Linked DNA regions of Sus scrofa: region 1 is linked to region 2. A link is a contact called in public Hi-C data. All regions are on one chromosome and are shown on one strand. The core of a region is the stretch at or near the end of the contact, and the rest is flanking DNA. Distances in the headings are between cores, read along the strand shown.

What was found. A called contact is a pair of places that touch in the nucleus more often than the background predicts.
Region 1: a Hi-C map of liver shows a contact between it and region 2, with 8 times the contacts expected there. The contact joins two enhancer-like sites. A contact is called at or near these places in 4 of 47 Hi-C or Micro-C datasets (heart right ventricle, liver and skeletal muscle) and 1 of 2 datasets of contacts at active chromatin or transcription factors (skeletal muscle).

Annotation. Positions count from the first base shown.
Region 1 is chr10:10,685,780-10,689,763 of Sscrofa11.1, reverse strand. All of the region lies in intron 1 of LOC110255633 (a long non-coding RNA gene), which reads right to left. Among named protein-coding and RNA genes, the nearest start is that of DUSP10, 220 kb to the left of the region's middle. Within about 2 kb of position 1,818, at least 18 of the 83 cell types and tissues checked have an H3K27ac peak or open chromatin away from gene starts, as enhancers often do. A contact at or near this core is called in liver, where this site is marked.
Region 2 is chr10:10,233,344-10,237,850 of Sscrofa11.1, reverse strand. The region is part of intron 6 of MARC1 (mitochondrial amidoxime-reducing component 1); the gene reads right to left. Among named protein-coding and RNA genes, the nearest start is that of HLX, 28 kb to the left of the region's middle. Within about 2 kb of position 2,815, at least 7 of the 83 cell types and tissues checked have an H3K27ac peak or open chromatin away from gene starts, as enhancers often do. A contact at or near this core is called in liver, where this site is marked.

The sequences.
Region 1 (3,984 bases), core at 569-3,068, 450 kb before region 2:
AAAAAAAAAAAAAGAAATACAAAGATGATAGTATCAACAGGTCTACCCACTGGGAAGGAACAACTATTCTGAGGATGGGAATTAGTCGGCTTTGAAGAAACTAACTTTGTGAAATCTTTAGATGTCCACAATAAATAGTATAAACAAGTCTCAGCCCGAGAGAGAGGAAGACAGTCTGAGATGTTAAAATCAAGCCTGGGGCTCATCAACAAGCAGAAGTTGAAGATGTGAAAACACACGAGCGCAGCCAAGGAACATGGGAAGAGAAAGATGGCAAAAGGTCTGAGCAGGGAACCTTGGGGAGCCACGATACGGGTGGTTTCAATTTGTAAGGTTGGCTATTTTAGAAGCCCTTAAAGAAAACAGACTGTTCATTACCCTGGAAGTATCTCGTGCCTGGTAAATGTACCAAGCATTGAGTGCCCGTCCAATGGATGCGTGATCAGAAGGAATGAATTAGGACTTTGATTTCCAAAGCAACGTTGTCAGAACATGTTACCTATGTGCACAGCACATCTTCTAGAAAAGAGAAGTGAAAAGCTCTGAGTTGGGGCTCTCTGCCTCACAGGGAAGTAACCTGGAAAAAGGCCTTGGTTTGGACACCTTTGATCACAAAGCAGGAATGGCCTAGAACGGGCATCAGGGAGCAGCTTTCTTTCTAAACTTAAACTCTTAACATTTTGCTCGGTAGTGGTCATACAGTGCATTTTTCTCTCCTTTTTGAGCCTTGGTAAATATACTCCACTTAGGAGCACTGTCATGATTCTTCCCATTCACCCCAGGGTAGCGTTTGTCATGATTCTTCCCATTCGCCTCAGGGCAGCATTTCTGGTGCTGGACACATCAGCATTCCAGGACAGTGAGTGGGCTTTTTTTCTGCTGCAGTCATTCTTCCATGGAAAAGCCTTCCTCACAATTATGGATGAACCGAGGGGTTCTCTGTGGAAAAACAACCCTGGGGGTTCCCATTATTCTCTTTCAGTGTCCAGGCTGTCTCCACAGGGCTGTGACAGCTGCCAGCCAGGATGGGAGCCAGGAGCTCATGAGGTGGGGGTGTTTTCCCCACCACATTGTGCTTTATGGGACATAACAAAGGATCAAGCCAGCTGGTGTGTGACGGAGTACACGATGCTCAGAAAGCCCTGGGTCTTGGCCTATTATGTGATTCTGAGAAAGGAAACTCGGGCAAGATCAATACATCCTCTGTGTAGACGTCAAATGGCTTGTGACGTCGGTTCTTCAGGGCTGTTTTTGGTGAGGATATTCCAGTCTTATGAATTTGACATGAATTTGGCTTGACGCCCCGGCAGAATGCAATGTAGGCATAATTTGATCTTCCTGTAATTGTCTACTTTACTTGGCAATCCAGACTAATTTTTTCCTGTAAAGTGGGACCAGAACGTCACCAGGACAGCAGTTGGGTTAATTAATGAGGCATAATAATGCACATAATAAAAGCTTATGATCTGAATTTTCTTCCCGCTGTTTTCCTCTCTCCTTCTCACAGAGAACTGCTGGTTCCACTGAAATCTGGGAGTCACGTGTCCTTAAACGAGCCTCTTCTTCTTGTAAACAACATCAAGGGGAAAATAATAACTCAAGAACCATCTGTTTGATTGAGTCCTTGACTTTTTTTTTTTCTCTCATTTCCGCCCATTGCATGTTAAAGGAAGTAAATAGGAAAAAAAAATTCTAATTATATTACTGTTTACTGATTACAGGATAATTTTTATTGTATTTATTTTAAAGACCACTTGATCCACACCCAAAGCCTTTATCTTCATGCGGCTTCCTATCCAGCTCCCTCTTGTTCTCATTAGCATGTAACTCAGTAGATTTAAGCCTGTTTGGAAGATTGTTCAAACCATTGTAGTCCACGGGGCAATAGGAAGAGTTCATTTGCGATGGTGTAAATAGCCAATGGGGGAAAAGAAGCTCAAGAGCATTAGACAAAATGCATAAGGTGTGGCTTTAAGTCCTCACAGTTTTACCGAGTGTGGCTGAGTTAGGAGAAACCATTAAACATTCTTTACTGTTCTGAGATATGTGGCTTCAACAACTTCAATGCTATGAATAGCTATTAAGTGCTAACTACCCCTGGACACAGCAATAAGAACATCAGCCTTGCCCATCACAAGGAATTACCATTGGGATCATGGGAGGTAAAATATATGAATGTTCTCTGTAACTTATAAAGTATTGCCTGAGATTTATTGAGATTTTATCACAGTAAGACATCTGGGAAGTTGCACTGGCCCGTTCCTGACCCTGGGGCCAATGGGTTCCCTTATTGTTCAGGGCTGGGCCAGGAAATGACAGCGCACTAGGCCAAGCTTGGCTGTAGCATTTCTATGTCTAACCCTTACTCAGAGAGAAGCAGCACTGGGGCCATATTAGGATCACCAATTGATGCCATTTTGCTGCTTTGGTTTGGCACACGATGTATTTCACTGGAAAATTCCTTGGTTTCATAAGTTCACCTTTTTAAAAAAAAAAAAAAAACTTAGTGTCAGTCTTGAACAAAGTCAAAATTGGTCTGAAGCAACTTTTGTTTAAAAAGGAGCATAAATACTGTGATGCCTGGCACACTGTGTGACATGCCCGTGTTTGGTTCTCTTCACTGCCAAGAGCTTGAAAGTTGAAATCATCCCGGAACATGATATTTGGATAGAAAGGGAGCGTTCCATGTGAGTCACAGGCAGTGAAGTCGTAATCCAACTTCTGGTCTGATCAACTTCGTGAAAATGAGGCATATCGGAAAACAAGAGATGGGACAGACTGGGAGTTTGGGGCTAATAGATGCAAACTCTTACATTGAGAATGGATAGACACGAAGGTCCTACTGTGTAGCAGGGGAAACTATACTCCGTCTCCTGGGATAGACCCTGATGGAAAATAAAATTTAAAAAAAAGAAAAAATGTGTATATGACTGACTTATTTTGTTGTACAGCAGAAGTTGGCACAGCATTGTAAATCGACTATACTTTAATAGAAGTATTTTTTTAAAAAGAAAACAAACGTATCTGTCACAGAAAATACTTGAGCTGCCCTTCTCCTGAACATCATCAATTAACTCACTTTTACATGTGGACAGTAATACAGTTAGTCTGTTATCCTTTCATTAATCCATTTTTAATCACAAATGTTTGTATTCGTTTTCCCAACAACTTCCTTAAAGAGTAATTTCTGGCACTTTTTTTTTCTTGTTAGGGCTGTACCCACAGAATATGGAAGTTCCCAGGCTAGGGGTCAAATTGGAGCTATAGCTGACGGCCTACACCACAGCCACAGCAAGGCAGGATCCGAGCCACGTCTGCAACTTACACCACAGCTCACAGCAACACCGGATCCTTAACCCATTGAGCAAGGTGAGGAATTGAACCCGCATCCTCATGGATACTAGTCAAATTTGTTTCTGCTGTGACACAACAGGAACTCCACGTTGTATTTTTAAATTCAAGTTAATTGGAAATTATTTTAAGAATGTGGTCATTAACCTACAGTTACCAGGGAAGAAAAAGTAGATATCACTAAAAAATACTTCCAGGATATTGTAAAATTAGGGCTGAGTGTTTCTGTTAACTCCAAGGACAGAAGTACAAATGGAACACAATGTTTATGTCCTAAGAATTTACAATTTTAGACCAGGGCAATCTACATACACATATGGAAAAATCCGAGATTAAGGTAACAAACATGGCTTAACAATTCAGGACCAAAATGTGTGTGACCATTAGAAAGAAAGAAAGAAAGAAAAAGTTGTAACTGAGGACTGTTTAGGGAAGTGACTGGTGCTGAGACTGAGTTAGGATTATATCAACTTACAACCATTCAAAACCATTTTGCAAGTGTCATTTGATGCGTGACGTCTGCCTTGTCTTGCATGGTGTTGGTCTCATCAAATGAGGAAAAACCACCCTTGGTGGAGAAAAGGTCAGTTTACAGTCTAGTTGTTCAGGTAAGCGCTGAACCCGAATTATTCA
Region 2 (4,507 bases), core at 1,566-4,065:
CATTGTGGCTCAGCGGTAACAAACCTGACTAGTAACCATGAGGACTCGAGTTTAATCCTTGTCCTCGTTCAGTGGAATAAGGATCCAGCATTGCCATGAGCCGCAGTATAAGTCACAGATGCAGCTCGGAATTGGTGTTGCTGTGGCTATGGTGTAGGCCCACAGCTGCAGCTCCAATTCAACCCCAGCCTGGCAACTTCCACATGCTGTGGGTATGGCCCCCCCAAAAAAAGACAAAATTTCTTTAAAAAGGGGGAGAATATCTTTCTTTGGCCATGCCCATGGCATGGGGAAGTTCAAGGGCCAGGGATTGAACCCATGCCACCACAGCAGCCTCAGTTGCTGTGATGAAAACACCGGATCCTTAACCAGCTGTGTCACAAGGGCACTCCCAAAGGGAGATTATCTTGAGTGGATCTGAATTAATAAAGCATAAGCACTCGTCCGGGCACCGTCTTTCCTCCAGAGTCATTCTCCTACCTGTGGAGTATGGACAGGGCCAGTGTCGAGAGTGGAGGAGTCCTAGGGCTGCAGGGAATCGAATGCTGCTGACAATCTGAATGACCCTGGGAGTGGACCCTAAGCTCCAGATGAAAATGCAGCAGGCCCACACTTGGACTGTAGCCTTGTGAAACCCTGGACAGAGGAGCCAGCGAGGCTGGGTCCAAGTTCCTGCCACACAGTAGCTGTGAGCTAATAATGGTACTGGCTTAAGCCTCTAAATTTGTGATCATTTGCTATGCAGCAATAGATGACTAAGGCCAAAGCCCTACAGACAACTGGACCAGCTTTGAAAGGCTGATGCTCTGCCTGAGGTCGGCTCTGGCTGCAGGCCCATAGGTGGCAGCTCATCTCTGGGAACACCCCTACAGTGGGCTTCTCCCAAGGGCCTTCAGTTGGACATGACTGCCTTCCTGCAGTTCCTGGGGCCCTGAGGGACCCCTCGTTGGCCATTTCTTTTTCTTGAGGCAGCATCGTGGACCGTGGGGGCGATGGCGTACTTTAGAGCACACTAGCCTGGGTTTGGATGTCCCTTTTGCTATTTATGAGCCATATAACTTGGTCAAGTCACTTGATCTCTTTGAGTCTCAGATTTATAAAATGGGGAATGATAATAGAATTTCCAGAGTTTTCGTAAGAAGTGAGTTATTTATAAGAAACACCTGGCCCAGAGATTGGACTACAGCATGTGCTAAGTATGTCCATTTACTTCAAGGATTAACTTAAGTTCTGCCAGAAGGCCCACTTTGATTCTGTCTCTGCTGCCTGCTAGTTAAGTTACTTTACTTTGCTTCCATATTATCACGAGTAGAATGAAAATAGCATTAGTAGGTATCTTACGCTGCTTTTGTAAAGGATGAAATAAAATAATGCAAGGAAAGCTCTTATCACCTGCATGGTACACAGGAATGTCAGGGGTTTTATTATCATTCCTCTGCCAGTTCCCAAACTAGAATGCATCACTTCCTTCTCCGTGGTCTCCTGAGCTTTGTTTGGGTTTCTAAGATAACCCTTCTCATATTCTCAAATAAGTGTATTTAAGAAGTTATATGGGAGTTCTTGCCGTGGCTCAGCAGTAACGAACCTGACCAGTGTCCATGTGGATGTGGGTTCGATCCCTGGCCCTACTCAGTGGGCCGCAGATTCAGCCTTGGCTTGAGCTGGGGTGTAGGTCCCAGATGTGGCTTGGATCCCACGTTGTTGTGGCTGTGGTGTAGGCTGGCAGCTGCAGTTCCAATTCAGCCCCTAGCATGGGACTTTCCATATGCCGCAGATTCAGCCCTAAAAAGACCAAAAAAAAAAAAAAATGTTACATTCATTTCTTTCTCGATTTATTCTTTGTTTTTCGAAGGCAGGGGCCATGACTAATTCACTCCTGCAAGCCACCCAAAAGAAATGATCACAGCATTGTAAATCAACTCTGCTTCAATAAAACTTCCTAAAAATGTAGGGGCAATAGCCTTGCCTATTGTCTCCCACGCAGTAGATGATCAAGAAGTATTGACTTGGCCAAATTTCCAAGTGACTTGAACAGATCCAGTATCAGATAAGCGCGAATCATGGCACCCAGGCAACCACAGTGACCTTGGAAGATCATTTAGTCCTTCCTTCTTTTTTTTTCTTTTTTTTTTTTTGTAGGTCACAGATGTGGCTCAGATATGGCATTGCTGTGGCTCTAGCTTCAATTCGACCCCTGGCTTGGGAACTTCCATATGCTGTGGGTGTGGCCCCCAAAAGACAAAAAAAATAGTTGTCTATATCATTCATCCATCAGTCAACTGAACATTAATTTTCCGGAACACGTGTACTAACGCTATGACAGTGCAAACCAAGAGGTCTCTTCTGACAGATCCCTGCCCTCAGAGCGCCTCCCCCCAGGCCAGGGTCTCTCTCACCCCAATTCCCTCGCTCTTGGCTGAAGTTCCGCTCACACCTTCCGCTCTGAAGTCGGGAGGTAGGCCTCGGAAGACAGCTGCTCTCCAACCTCAGCTGCAGGACCCGCACCTCGTGGGAGCCCTTTGCTGGGTCACCCCGACACCCTCGCGGCACTTCAGCTCTGCCTCTGAATCAGGGATATTTGATGATGACCTGCCTCCTAGGGTGACTGCGAGAAATAGCTCATTAAAGTGGCTGCGCGGGGCAACGAGAAGGCCAGAGAACAAGGCTGGCCACTTCCCGGCACTGCATTCATTTTCAGGGGAAAACAATTCGGATCGGAGCCATAAAAAAAAGGCAGCTGCGAAAGCGCACCGCTCCCCCCACCTCTTATGTGTCTCCGATGACGGGGACTCAGGCACTCGCCCCCTTTTCAGCCTCTATCACAGCACAGTTCTCATTGTCTCCTGCTCAGAAACGCTTGATAAGAATCTAAGTGAGCGGCATTAGGAAAATCCGCTGGTCAACAAAGGGACTTGCCCTCGCGCCCCACGCACTTCAAAGCTCTCATCATATCTTGTTTTTCTTATTTGCTGGTTTCTTTTTTAAGTTTGAACAATGTGTTTTGCATCCTAGATTGTCTGTGGGAAAATGTATTTCTCATTAGTTGGCTCCCGCGCTGCTGCTGACGGCTGAGAATATGACGACATAGTAATTCATGCTAAGGTTTGTAAAAATACTTTAAATTCTTTCTTATGCTAAATAGTGTACCGTAGCACGGATTAGACCTCACTGCTGGCATCAGTAGAAACTAAGGCTCAGATTATTCCAGGCTCCATGTTAGCACATTTTTAAAATACTGATTCAATATAACTAAGAATTATGATCCATGCAAGGAGCGAGGAAAGAGCCCACATTTTCTAGGGAAGGGCCTGACATGACCGCCAGACACTCTAAGGAAAGACAGGCACGAGGGCCTGATGAACAGGATGGACGAGGCATGTCAGTCCCAGTGGCTTTTAGACCTGCCCATCAGGGCTCCCGGTTCTCCAGGTCATGCTTTACTGTCCCCAGGGATCGCTTAACAGATCAGGTGAATGAAAACAAAACGGATAATAGGTTGTCGCCACCAGGAATTAGGGGAGAATACTGCAAATGGCAAGGAAGTATAAATCGAGGGGACTTGTTAAAGTGGCTTCTGGTGATCCATTCGTACAAGCAGAACGACTGTGCAAACTCGGCGAGAGGGTTATTCTGGGCTTTTCTTCATCTCAAACGCCACTCGTGACCTTCTCCAGCAGCATAGGAGACTCACTCTTCCTGGTTAGTTTCCTGGTCTGTAAAGCGATGGATGCAATGGATGTCCCTCTCTTACCTGGACTGTTTACCAGCATCTAACCAGGTCCTTGGGTCACAGTGTGTGTTGTATGAATAAACCGATGGATAAGAGTACGTCTAAGGGGCATTTCTTCCAACAACTGGCTGCTTTGAGTGGAACATCCGTACCAGATATTTAATCCTGTTTCTCTGTCCAGGTCATAGCATCCTTTCTGATTTTATTTATTTATTTATTTATTTTTATTTTTTATTTTTTTGTCTTTTTGACTTTTCTAGGGCCGATCCTGAGGCATATGGAGGTTCCCAGGCCAGGGGTCTAATCAGAGCTGTTATCACCACCGGCCTAAACCAGATCTGAGCTGCGTCTACGACCTACACCATAGCTCACAGCAACGCTGGATCCTTAACCCACTGAGCGAGGACAGGGATCGAACCTGCAACCTCATGGTTCCTAGTCGGATTCGTTAACCACTGAGCCACGACGGGAACTCCCCTTTCTGATTTTAATTCTGTTTTATTATTTCCTCCCTCTGTTCCTCCAACCTGAATCCCATTTCTTGCTTCTCTGTAAGCATTCACAGAGGAGCGTCTAACTTGTGTTCTTAGTTACTGGGCGTATTTGCACATAGCGTGCTATTACGCTGTATGTGTGTTTAAGTCACGCATGGTATTTAGTGGTCTATCTCATTCTAGTTCTTACTTTTGTCATGCAACAGTGTATTTTAAAGATCTCATCATGTTTTTGTGGTTGTGGCGCAGGTCGGCAGCTACAGCTCCGATTTGACCCCTAGCC